Linked DNA regions of Canis lupus: region 1 is linked to region 2. The links are chromatin contacts, called in public Hi-C maps. All regions are on one chromosome and are shown on one strand. The core of a region is the stretch at or near the end of the contact, and the rest is flanking DNA. Distances in the headings are between cores, read along the strand shown. Region 1 holds the start of GADD45B (growth arrest and DNA damage-inducible protein GADD45 beta). Region 2 overlaps GNG7 (guanine nucleotide-binding protein G(I)/G(S)/G(O) subunit gamma-7).

The links. A called contact is a pair of places that touch in the nucleus more often than the background predicts.
Region 1: a Hi-C map of blood shows a contact between it and region 2, with 11 times the contacts expected there. The contact joins the promoter of GADD45B here to the enhancer-like site in region 2. A contact is called at or near these places in 6 of 9 Hi-C or Micro-C datasets (amygdala, blood and liver).

Annotation. Positions count from the first base shown.
Region 1 is chr20:57,097,871-57,103,629 of UU_Cfam_GSD_1.0, reverse strand. It overlaps GADD45B (growth arrest and DNA damage-inducible protein GADD45 beta), which reads left to right and starts at 2,766. Exons shown (of 4, transcript XM_038565343.1): 1 at 2,766-3,052; 2 at 3,131-3,232; 3 at 3,622-3,844; 4 at 4,100-4,822. The coding sequence starts at 3,009. The coding sequence ends at 4,213.
Region 2 is chr20:57,007,126-57,012,432 of UU_Cfam_GSD_1.0, reverse strand. The region is part of intron 2 of GNG7 (guanine nucleotide-binding protein G(I)/G(S)/G(O) subunit gamma-7); the gene reads right to left. Among named protein-coding and RNA genes, the nearest start is that of GNG7, 59 kb to the right of the region's middle. Within about 2 kb of position 3,987, at least 9 of the 20 cell types and tissues checked have an H3K27ac peak or open chromatin away from gene starts, as enhancers often do. A contact at or near this core is called in blood and liver, where this site is marked.

The sequences.
Region 1 (5,759 bases), core at 1,517-4,016, 92 kb before region 2:
GCTCCCCTGCTCCCTCGCCCCCACCCCGCCCTGCACCGCCCGGCCCTGGCCCTGTTGGACATTTTAAATCTTGATATTTTGTTCATCATAGGTGGGGTGTTTCATTTTGCATACATTTTCATTTTTACTGCTTTAGAATGTTGTTGATCTTGATGACGGTGTTTTGTGGCATTCCCTCGAAAGTTGTGCCTGAGGCAAGTGTCACACACTCCCTACCCCACCCCCCTGCCCTGCTTCCAGTTAGCTTCACTGACGAAAACAGGCAACCAAAACAGCCAAAAGGCACAAGCAACCCCATGTCCACCGATGGACGAATAGATAAGCAAAATGTGGTCCGTCCAGACGCTGGAATATTGTTCAGCCTTAAGGGGCGCCAGGGTGGCTCAGCTGGTGGAGCCCACCAGTGATTTCGGCTCAGGTCATGATCTCAGGGTCGTTGGATCAAGCCCCGAGTGGGGCTCACCCTTAGCGTAGAGTCTGCTTGTCCCTCTCCCTCTGCTCCTCCCCCTGCTCGTGCTTTCTTTCTCCAATAAATAAGTAAATAAACAAAATCTTAAAAAAAAAAAAAAAAAAGGAAGGAAATCCTGGGGCACTTGGCTGGCTCAGTCTATATGGCCTGTGACTCCCCATCTTGGGGTCGTGAGATCAAGCCCCACCTTGGGCTAGAACTTGCATTTAAAAAAGAAAAAAAAAAAAAAAAAAAGGAAGGACATCCTGACACCTGCTACACGTGGAGGAGCCTTGAGGACATTGTGCTCAGTGACATAAGCCAGACACAGAAGGACAAACACTGTCTGATTCCATTTATAGGCGGTGTCTGGGATAGAGAAATCCAGAGACAGAAAGAATGGTGGGTTCCAGGGTCCGGGGTCCTGTTTAAGGGGCGCCGAGTTCGTGCGGGGGCTGATGGCTCCGGCCGGCGGTGCTGGCTTCACTGCACCCTGGACGCATTTCATGCCTCTGGATGGTGCATTTACAGATGGTCTAAGTGTCTTTCACCATCATTTAAAAGGCAGACACCCCCGGGCAGCACTTTGCCTCTTTGCTTTTCAAAAGACAGGACATCGATAAAGTCACATGTTGCACAAGATGTTGTGTCTATGAAATACAGCGACCGTCACCCCAGGCCCAGCCTCCTCACCCGCCGCCTCACCCCTCCCCGCACGACCCCCGTGCGTCCCTTCCGGCGCTTGGGGCGCAGGGACCTCGTGCGGCCACCAGGTGGCGCCGCCCCGCCTCTCGGCGCCCGGGAGGTTCGGCGCCAGCCCGGTGGGCGGCGCGGAGGCGGTGCGATGCGTCAGCCGGACCGCGGGGCCCGGGAGCCCCGGGAAGCAAGCCGCGGGGCTGAAGGCCAGACCCCAGGCTGGCGGGGGAGGGGACGCTGCTGTGAGTCACGCGGGAGCCCCCGATCGGCCGTGGGAGGCAGTCCCACGCTGCCTGCCCGCCAGGCTCGTGAACCGCCTTCCTGGGGGAGACGGCGAGGCCGGCGGCCGTCCCCCTGTCGCACACGTGTGGCTCCAACACGCCCTGCACGGTGGCTTGCGGGAGTGCGTGTGCGAGGGAGGGGGGGGGACTGCCCGTGCCTCAGTTTCCCCTTTTGTCTAATGCACATAAGCATGGACCCTGCTTCCTGGGTCCTGGAAAATTAAAAGACTCATGATGCCGTGAGCCTGGTGCACAGGACGCGCGCTCCGTCCTCATCAGCGTCCCCTCCGGAAGGAGGGATCAGAGTGGCCACGGCCCCTGCAAGCCGACCTGAAGGGGCGGCGCGGGCGAGAACAGGGCGCCCCGGCCTCCCCCGCGGCCAAGTCCCCGCACCCTCAGGTGCAGAGGGGCGCTCAGGGGTGCAGCGCCAGGCGCCGGCAGGGGGCGCGGGCCCGGCTGCCGCAGGGCCACCTGCGCCTCCCACGCGCGCTCCACCTTGAAACTCGCGGCGGGGGGGTGACGAGGGGGCGACCACTCTCGTCCCTCGAGTGCCTAGAGCTGTGCAGCCCTTGCTGCTGGGGACCTCGAGGCGGCCAGCCGGTGCCACGGGGTGACACTTCCTGCGTGTGCCCCTTATTTTATTCAATGCTTCCTGCAGCTCCGTGAGGCTGGGACGCGTTCTCAGGGGGCAGGTGGCCACACAGAGGCCACCTTCGCAGCTCCCAACCTGGGGGGGCCTCGAGGGGGCCTCCTGCGACCACCACCATCCATGGGACATCTGTGTGCCCTTTATTTTATTTAACGCTCCCTCCAAGCCAGGGAGGCCCGGGCTGCAAGGCCATCAGACAGGCTGGGACCCAGAGCTCCAGACAAGTCACCCCGGGTCTGGGGTCTCCGCGGCCACCCCCCTGCCCGCCTGGGTGGGATCAGGCTGCGAACTGGGGCCCCCCGCCCCGTGCAGGCCTCGAGCACAACTTGGGAAAGGCGCGGGCCGGGGACTCTCCCGGGACCAGGAGGGGATTCCAGGCGCCCCCCCTCCCTCCACCAACTCCGAAAGGCCGCGCCGGCCTTGCGCGCTGGAAATCCCGCGCGCGCCCCGAAACGCGGCTCAGCTGCCGGGAAATCAGGAGGAAAACTTCTGCTTTTTTTTTTTTCTCTTTTCTGGCGCTCGCGCTCCCCCGACCCCGCGCCCTCCTCCCCGCTCCCCCCACGTGGGCCGCGGCGTCGGCCAACCGCGGCGCGCCTCTCTCTCGCCTTTGTGGACTGGCCAATAGGAGGGGCGGACGCGCCGCCGAGGCCACGCCTCCAGCCCCGAGGCTATAAAAGGCAGCGCCGGCGGCCGCGGGCTCAGATCGCCGGAGCCGTGGACGCGATCCCTCCTCTGCGGCCGCGCGGATTATTCCTGCCGAGGACTTGGGCATTTTTCTCCGCCTTCTCTGGGGGAGGATTTCGCTGCCTCCCGAAGGTCTTGACCGAGCGCTCGGGCTCCGAGGGAAGGGTTTGGGCTTTCCGGCCTCGGATTTTGCATTTTCTCGCCTGGGGCTGCCGTGGGGCTGCTTTCCACTGTGGATTATAACTGCAACATGACGCTGGAAGAGCTCGTGGCGTGCGACAACGCGGCGCAGAAGTAAGTAGCCGGGCCACGCGGGGACCCGAGCGACCGGTGGCCGGCAGGGCGCTGACCCTCCCTCTCTCCTGCCCCCAGGATGCAGACCGTGAGCGCCGCGGTGGAGGAGCTGCTGGTGGCCGCGCAGCGCCAGGACCGCCTCACCGTGGGGGTGTACGAGTCAGCCAAGTTGATGAATGTGTGAGTCACACCACGTCCCCGGACTGGGCGCGGGTGGGGACCCCCTCCGCTCTGCACGCTCCCTGCTGCACCTCTCTCTCGCACAGGGCTCGGGTTTCCCCCAGCGTCCCCACCGTGCGCTCAGGGCATCTGTGCCTTCCATCGGAGGGGGGGAGAGGTTGCAGTATCCTGACGGCACCCTTTGCAAGCACCCACCACCCTGTTTGCTCCTGCCTGCCCCCCCCCCCAAGTCCTGAAGCGTGCATCTTCTCCCCACCCCCCTCCAGCTGCATGCACATGCGATCCCTCACTGGGCTTCGGTTTCTCTTTGCCTTTCGAAACTCCCCCGTGCCCCGTGGCCTTTTCTGAGTCCCCAGCTGATCCCGTCTCCTTCCTCTGGCCCCCTTTAGGGACCCTGACAGCGTGGTCCTGTGCCTGCTGGCCATTGATGAGGAGGAGGAGGACGACATCGCCCTGCAGATCCACTTCACGCTCATCCAGTCCTTCTGCTGTGACAACGACATCGACATCGTCCGGGTGTCAGGCATGCAGCGCCTGGCCCAGCTGCTGGGAGAGCCGGCGGAGACCCAGGGCACCGCCGAGGCCCGAGACCTGCACTGCCTCCTGGTCACGGTGAGTCGCGGCGGCTGGCCCCACCCTGCCCAGGCACCTGGGCCCGTGTTTGTCAACAAAGTGGAGCTGGCCGGCCTCGCACCAGCTCAGCACTCAGCCACGATCGGCATGTCCCGTGGGCCGCCCGCCGGGGCCTCCTTCCCCCGGGGAGCTATTTTGAGCTGGCCTGTTTTCCCCAGAGGGGCCCTGGGAGACGGAGGCTTCCTGCCCACTCCTGGGGCTCCCACTGAACCCCCTCTTTTCACCCCGTCACAGAACCCTCACACAGACGCCTGGAAAAGCCACGGCCTGGTGGAGGTAGCCAGTTACTGCGAAGAGAGCCGAGGGAACAACCAGTGGGTTCCCTACATCTCCCTCCAGGAGCGCTGAGACCCTTCCCAGCATCAGAGCCTGTTGAGTTGCTACCAAAAAAAAAATAAAATAAATATTTGACCCCTCCCCCCAGAACAACCCCCCAAAACAACCCAACCTGTGAGACCATGGGGGCAGAATCATTGGAGAAGAGGGGAGCGTGCAGCCGCCCCCAGGGCGGTGAGCCCGGAGCAGCGCCCGTGGCGGCCCCCGAGAGAGGAGAAGAGGGGGACCCGGGCCAGCAGGAGACGGGAACCTGGAGCTCAGGCTTTGCGACAGAGCAGCTGGAGTGGGGGAGCAGCGGCCTCCCCCACCGTGGAGGGCCTGGACTCCACACTCGGGTGGAGTGAGACCTACTGCGTCCCCCACCCTTCTTGTGACCGGCGCTGACATCTGCATGAGACTCGCTTGACCGAGGGTCTGCACCCTTGCCGGGACTATACTTTGGGACTTGGGAGCTGGGGCCGAGGTTGCTCTGTACCCATGAACTCCCAGTTTGCAAATGTAATAGACAATCTATTTTGTTACTTGCACTTGTTACTTGAACCACTGAGAGAGCTGGGAAGCTTATATAGATACATATATTTTTACTTCTATGATGACCTTGTAATAAATTTCTAAAGCTTCTGGGTTCTTGTGTATTTGCCACCTCTGAGAGGGGCCAGGACCTCTGCGCCCCTCCCCGCGCCCCAGCCTACACTGCCCACCGAGCCCCCTCCTGCAGGCTCACCAGGAAGTGTTACTTAAGTCCCTGTTAGCAGCTCCAGGCTCCTTTGCAAAAACAGTGCCTCTTCTCTCTGCAGCCGGCGCCAACCAAGCCCAACAAACCTTTGCCTCTTTTTTTTTTTTTTTTTTTTTTATCCTCCCTCCTGCCCCATAGCAATTAAAAGACCGGTTTATTACGAAACCTGGCCGCTGTGCCACAGCTGTTACTGGCTGTGCTGGAGTCAACCCCAAGCTCTGGGCATATAGAGACGCACCCCTGGGGGGGCTGGCTGCAGCCCCTGCCTGCCCGCCCCTCCCCCCACCCAAGGCCAGAGAGGTCAAGGGGGCATGGACCCCGGTGGGCTCAGGGCTGCGGGGCAGGGCTGGCCTTGCAGGAAGGGCTCCTCCAGGCAACCCCCCGGGAGCGGCCCTCCACCCACCCAGCCTTCTCCCTCCCCAGATAGGCTCCTTCACTGCACTGAAGAAAAAAAAAATTTTTTTTTCTTTCCCCAAACTAAGATCAACAAGCAAAAAACACCCAAGGAAGTCGTGCTCCCAGCCCAGCCGGACTTGGCACGGGGCTGCCTCTTGCCTCTAAACCGAAACTGTGAGGCCGGCGGCCACCTCCCGGTTCTCCCGGCGCAGGCGGTGCCTCCCCCGCCGCGGGCTCCCCGCCCCAGCTCCCGCAGGCCCCGCTCTTCCCGCCCCGGCTGCGGGGTGGGCCGGCCGCGTGTCCCCAAGCCCCGCGGGGAGGGGGACGGGGCGAGCCCCGCCGCAGGCCGCGACCTTTCCACGGAGCCCTACGTGGGCGCGGGAGGAAAACCCCGGCGGTGCCCCGGGAGTCACGGGGCTGGGGGGA
Region 2 (5,307 bases), core at 2,738-5,237:
ATCCTGGAGTCCCAGGGATCGATTCCCACATCAGGCTCCCTATATTGAGCCTGTTCTCCCTCTGCCTGTGTCTCTGCCTCTCTCTCTCTGTGTGTCTCTCATGAATAAATAAATAAAATCCTTAAAAAAAATAATAAAAAAATAATAAATAATAATAAAAAATAAAATGTGAGACAAGTTTCGTACACAGAGCGGGCTCTGACTCCCACCCACGACTCTCTGGCTGCAGGGGAAGGGTCCGTGCCCAGAGCCAGACGGGCAGCGACTGCAGCTCGGCCATCAAGCCCTGTTCAAGAGGCCCTCGAGATGAAAAGCTCGCAGGTGAAAAGCTTGCAGGGTGTAACTACCTGTAACAACATGGTCCTCTATGCCAGACATCTGCTCCCTGTGCAGGTGAAGGCAGAGCCAACTGTCCCACCCCTGGAGGGAAAACCAGAGGCGATGGACTCCCAGCATGAAGGCAGGCCCGATGGTAGCCCACCCCACCTGAGCGCTCTGCTTTATCTCAACTCTAATCTTTTAAAAGCCTTATTAGAGGAGCGCTCTGGGGGCAGGCGGGTAGGGTCACTGAGTCCTAGCTGCTCCCTGGCTGTGGGATCTGGGAAACCAAATCTGAACTGATTTCCTGGCTCCTCGCCTGCACAACGAGGTGAGTAGCAGCACTGGCCTCAAACAGATGAGGCAAAGGGCTCCTGGATCCCTTATTCCAGCGATTTGTAAACATTCTGTTTCCAGGACCCGTTTCTACTCTTAAAAACGATCAAGGCTACATGTGTGATAACACCAGGCCAGGTGCGGACACACGCACTCGTGCGGTTGGCCCATCTGCCGCCCTGCTCTGCTGCCAGCTCTCCGGAGGCAGGGTCTGGGGGCTTTTCCCTTGCCACGTCCCCACTGTTTGGCAGCAGCAGAGCCACCTGCAGCCAGGCAGCTGATGGCACCACCCCGAGGTGCAAGATTCTGTCCAGGAAGAGAAAGGGTGGTGGGAAGCCCGGTGGCCCCGGTGCCCCCTCCAGGAACTGCAGGGAGTACTCCGCAGACCTGCCTGCGAAGGAAGCCTGCTGGGCCCTGAGACGAGACACGCTCTGACCGGGGCTGAAACATCCCACGTCCTAGCCTTGTTCCACCTGTGCCCTATACTCCCTCAAGCAGACTCTGTCTCCCTTCTGCCTGGGGAGAAGCTGCCAGCAGAAAAGAACAATCCACAAGGGCTCCAGTCTCCACCAGCCCCCCTGAGCCAGCAGAGCGAGGGAGCAGGCAGGCGTGGGGACACCCTGGGCTGGGGCCTGGAGCAGCTGAGCAGGAGCCACTACGCAATCATAACAGCATGTGCTGCCTCCGATGGTATTCTGGGAATCTAAATTAATCCCAGACACTGGGCTGCGAGGCAGAAGCAGAAGCCGATCTCAGCCCGGGCAGCAGGCCACCCGTGTCCTCCTTTTTCCTAGATCAGAACTGCCTTTTATAGCCAGCTCGATGTTGAACAACTGGGCGGGGTCAAGGGCAAGAGAAGCAAGAACTAGAAGTGCAGGACATGCAGGGAGCGACCAAATCAAGGCTGGAACTCAGACCCTGGGCTCTGGGGCGGGCACTTGGCACAGCAGAGCCAAGAGGTCAAGGGTCCAGGGCGCCTGCAAGGGTGAGGGGGCAGGGCCTGGGGGAGTGCTGCCACGTGTGCCAGAGTGCCCTGGGAGGGTGGGTGCCCTGCCCACCTTCCTCGCTTCTGAAGGGGGAGGTACCATGCACCAAGTGGCAGAGCTGAGGTCTGAAGGCACACCTGTGTTCCCACCCCACTGGGCTGGGAGGCAGCGGGGGACCCGGGGTGATGGTGATGGCTCCCTGGGCTGCATATGCCAGACAGTCCCGAGCTTGGAAATGCAAACTCAGGGCCATGTTTCCAGAGGCCGGAGCAGGGTTCAGGCTTGCGGGCAACGGCTGAATCTAGAGACCAGCCATATGGGATCCCTGGGTGGCGCAGCGGTTTGGCACCTGCCTTTGGCCCAGGGCGCGATCCTGGAGACCCGGGATCAAATCCCACATCGGGCTCCCGGTGCATGGAGCCTGCTTCTCCCTCTGCCTATGTCTCTGCCTCTCTCTCTCTCTCTCTGTGACTATCATAAATAAATAAAAAATTAAAAAAAAAATAAATAAATGTAGAGACCAGCCATATGGAGAACGCAAGCAGGTGACGCGGCCAGGAGCAGCCTCGGTGTTTGGGAGGATGATGCAAGTCTGCTTGTATTCACTGTGCACGGAGTTTTCAGTTCTTCGAAGGTCGCGGAGGCTGGGCGGGACTTCGGTTTGTCTCGCCTGATCCATTTCACAGGTGGGGGGAACTGAACACAATAGTCAGGGGCCCCTCTGTTTGGAGCAGCTGCAAGTTTTCTGCCTTGTGCCTCTGAGCTGCAGTGTGGACGCCTTTCCCCACACCTCCCGTGTTGCACCATAGGGGCTGTGTCTCCCACCACCCCACGTTCACAGAAGGAGTGTGGCCTGTCAGGATGCTTTTCCCAGAGAGACACAGGATGACCTGCTCCCCAGAAACAGCAAGCCACAGGGTCCTCGGAGAGCAGCTGCATTCTGGGGGTGAATGAGGTACAGCTATGGAAGTGCAAATCCCTTGCGCAGCCCAGATTAGTTCCTGCAGCTACTGTAACAAATCACACTGATTTGATGCTTAGAACAGCAGAAACTTATTTCTGCAGTACTGAAGGCCAGAGTCCAACCAATATCACTGGGCTGAGGTCAAGGTGTGGTGGGGCCATGCTCCCTCCTTCCTGCCCACTCCAGTTCCTAGGGCCTAGGCACCCCGTGGCTGGTGGCCATGTCCCTGGTCTCTCCCTGTGATCACATGGCCTCCCCTGAGTCAAATCCCCTTCTGCCTCCTTCTTTTTTTTTTTTTTTTTTTTAATTTTTATTTATTTATGATAGTCACACAGAGAGAGAGAGAGAGAGTCAGAGACACAGGCAGAGGGAGAAGCAGGCTCCATGCACCGGGAGCCTGACGTGGGGTTCGATCCTGGGTCTCCAGGATCGCGCCCTGGGCCAAAGGCAGGTGCCAAACCGCTGCACCACCCAGGGATCCCCTGCCTCCTTCTTATAAGGACACTTTATGATTACATTCAGGCCACATCGGGAAAATCCCTCCATCTCAAAATCCTGAATTTAGTCACACCTGCAAAACGGTGGCCCTTTCAGATGCCGCATTCACAGATTCCAGGGATTTAGGACCTACTACCTCTGGGGGCCTTTGTCCCCAAGCACAGTTTCCAGGGCACATGTGTGCGCACAGGAAGAGCTCCTTTGCTCAGCATCCAGGCACACCTGTGCAAGGACAGGGGTCAGCTGAGTGTGGCTGAGCTCTCGCCTGCAGGATGTGCAGGGCAAGGAGGGGAAGGCCCTATCCGGCCGGTGAGAAAGCCCCAGCACTAGACAGCAATGTGACAGTGATGGCTGCCCGATAGTCAAAGTGAAGGCACGTGTGTTGTCCACGTTAAAAAAAAAAAAAAAAAATTCAAACGGTAGCAATTTTTTTTAAAAAAATGAAGTTGGGAAATAAAATTCACCTGGACTCAGGCGCCCACAGGGGCTCGGCCTGGACCCGGGGGCGACCCCCCCTCGCAGGCAGCACCCCCTTCCTGTTGGACTGAAGAGGCGGTGCTGCCGCCAGCTGCAGGCGCGCCAACCTGGCGAGGTGTGTAACCACCAAACACACATGACAGGCTTTCTGGGGAGCAGCCCCGGGACAGCAAAACGCTAAGCTGCAGCCGACAGCAGCACAATTAGCTCCTTCCTGGCCCGAGGCCAGAGAGCACCCAGAAAGCTCGTGGGGGGTCTGCAACGCCTCCTGGAGGGAGCTCACAGCTCAGATGGCATTTGAGAAAAAAGGTCAGGCTGAGCCTGCCGGCTGCCAGCCCATGACACAGAGCAAACCGCATGGAGTCAGAACGATCTGCAGGTGGCTGGTAGGTGGAGCTGAGGAGGAGGAAAACCGAAACAAGAGAGTAGTATGATTCAGCAGAGGCCCTGCCCACACACGATCTGCCCTGCGAGAAACAGAGGCCCAGACGCCATGCGAGGCAAGGCCGGGGACTGGGATGGCAGACGGGGCCGGGCAGGATTCCTGCACGCGCACGCACACACGCACGCATACGCACACGGGGGCAGGGATATCCCGCTGGAGGTGCGTGGACCAGCCAGCATCACAGGAGCTCAGGGTACAGCACACGAAGCTCCCCCAGTGACGCAGGTTGGTAATCAGAGATAGGCAGGGGGCTCAGCTGTCCCCAGATGCACGCACACCTGTGCTGCCTTACACACACCCCGGAGTCCCGAGCCGGGGACCCTGCAACTTCCCTAGCCACGGTGCTTCCTCCAGCATCTCCTTCTGCAGAGAGCTGTGAGACCGTGCTGGAGTTCCTCCTGGGGTGACCAACAGTGCAGCACACGGTGGCCCAGGGCCACCCAGGTCTGTCGTTTGCTGGCACACTCTCAGCTGGCACCAAGGCCGCCGTCGGATCCCTGCAGGCCTGTGAACACGCTGAAATCTGCAGGCCTAAAATACAAAGCCACACTTCCTTCTGCCTACTTAAATTTTTAAAAAATTTCTATTTATTTATTTACTTATTTTTTAAGCAGGCCTCACACACAGCATGGAGCCCAATGTGGGGCCCAAACTCACAACCCTGACATCAGGACCTTAGCCAAGGTCAGATGCTTAACAGACTGAGCCACCCAGGCCCCCTGCCTACTTTTTTTAAAAACTCAGATGAGAGTTGCATAAAATGAAATGAACATTTTAAAGTAAATATTTCAGTGGCATTGAGTACATTCACAAAGTTGTGCAACCACCACCTCTACCAGTTCCAGAACATTCCATCACTCCAAAAGAAGCCCTTTCCCTACCAGCATCCCCCTCCCCAGCCCTTGAGAGCCCCCTCCCCCATCCATGGACGAGCTCATCCTGGACGTGTCATACATGTGGACTCACACCCCATGGGGCCTTCTGTGTCTCATTCCCGCCCTGAGCATCGTGGGCTCGGGGTCCGTCCCCGGGGCAGCGCATGTGGGCACCTCACTCCTGTCTGCGGCTGAGGGCTGTGCCCATGAGTGGTGCCACCTTGATTGTCTCCACCTCCTGCCTCTTGTGAATCATGCTGCTGGGAACATGTGTGTATGTGTCCTTATATGAGCATCTCTGCAGCTCTTCTGCGTACATTCTTAGGACTAGAACTGAGGGGCTGCTGGGCTCCCTTTGCACCATGGCCATCCCTCCAGTGCCCAGTGCAGGCCTCGCATTCTGCACTA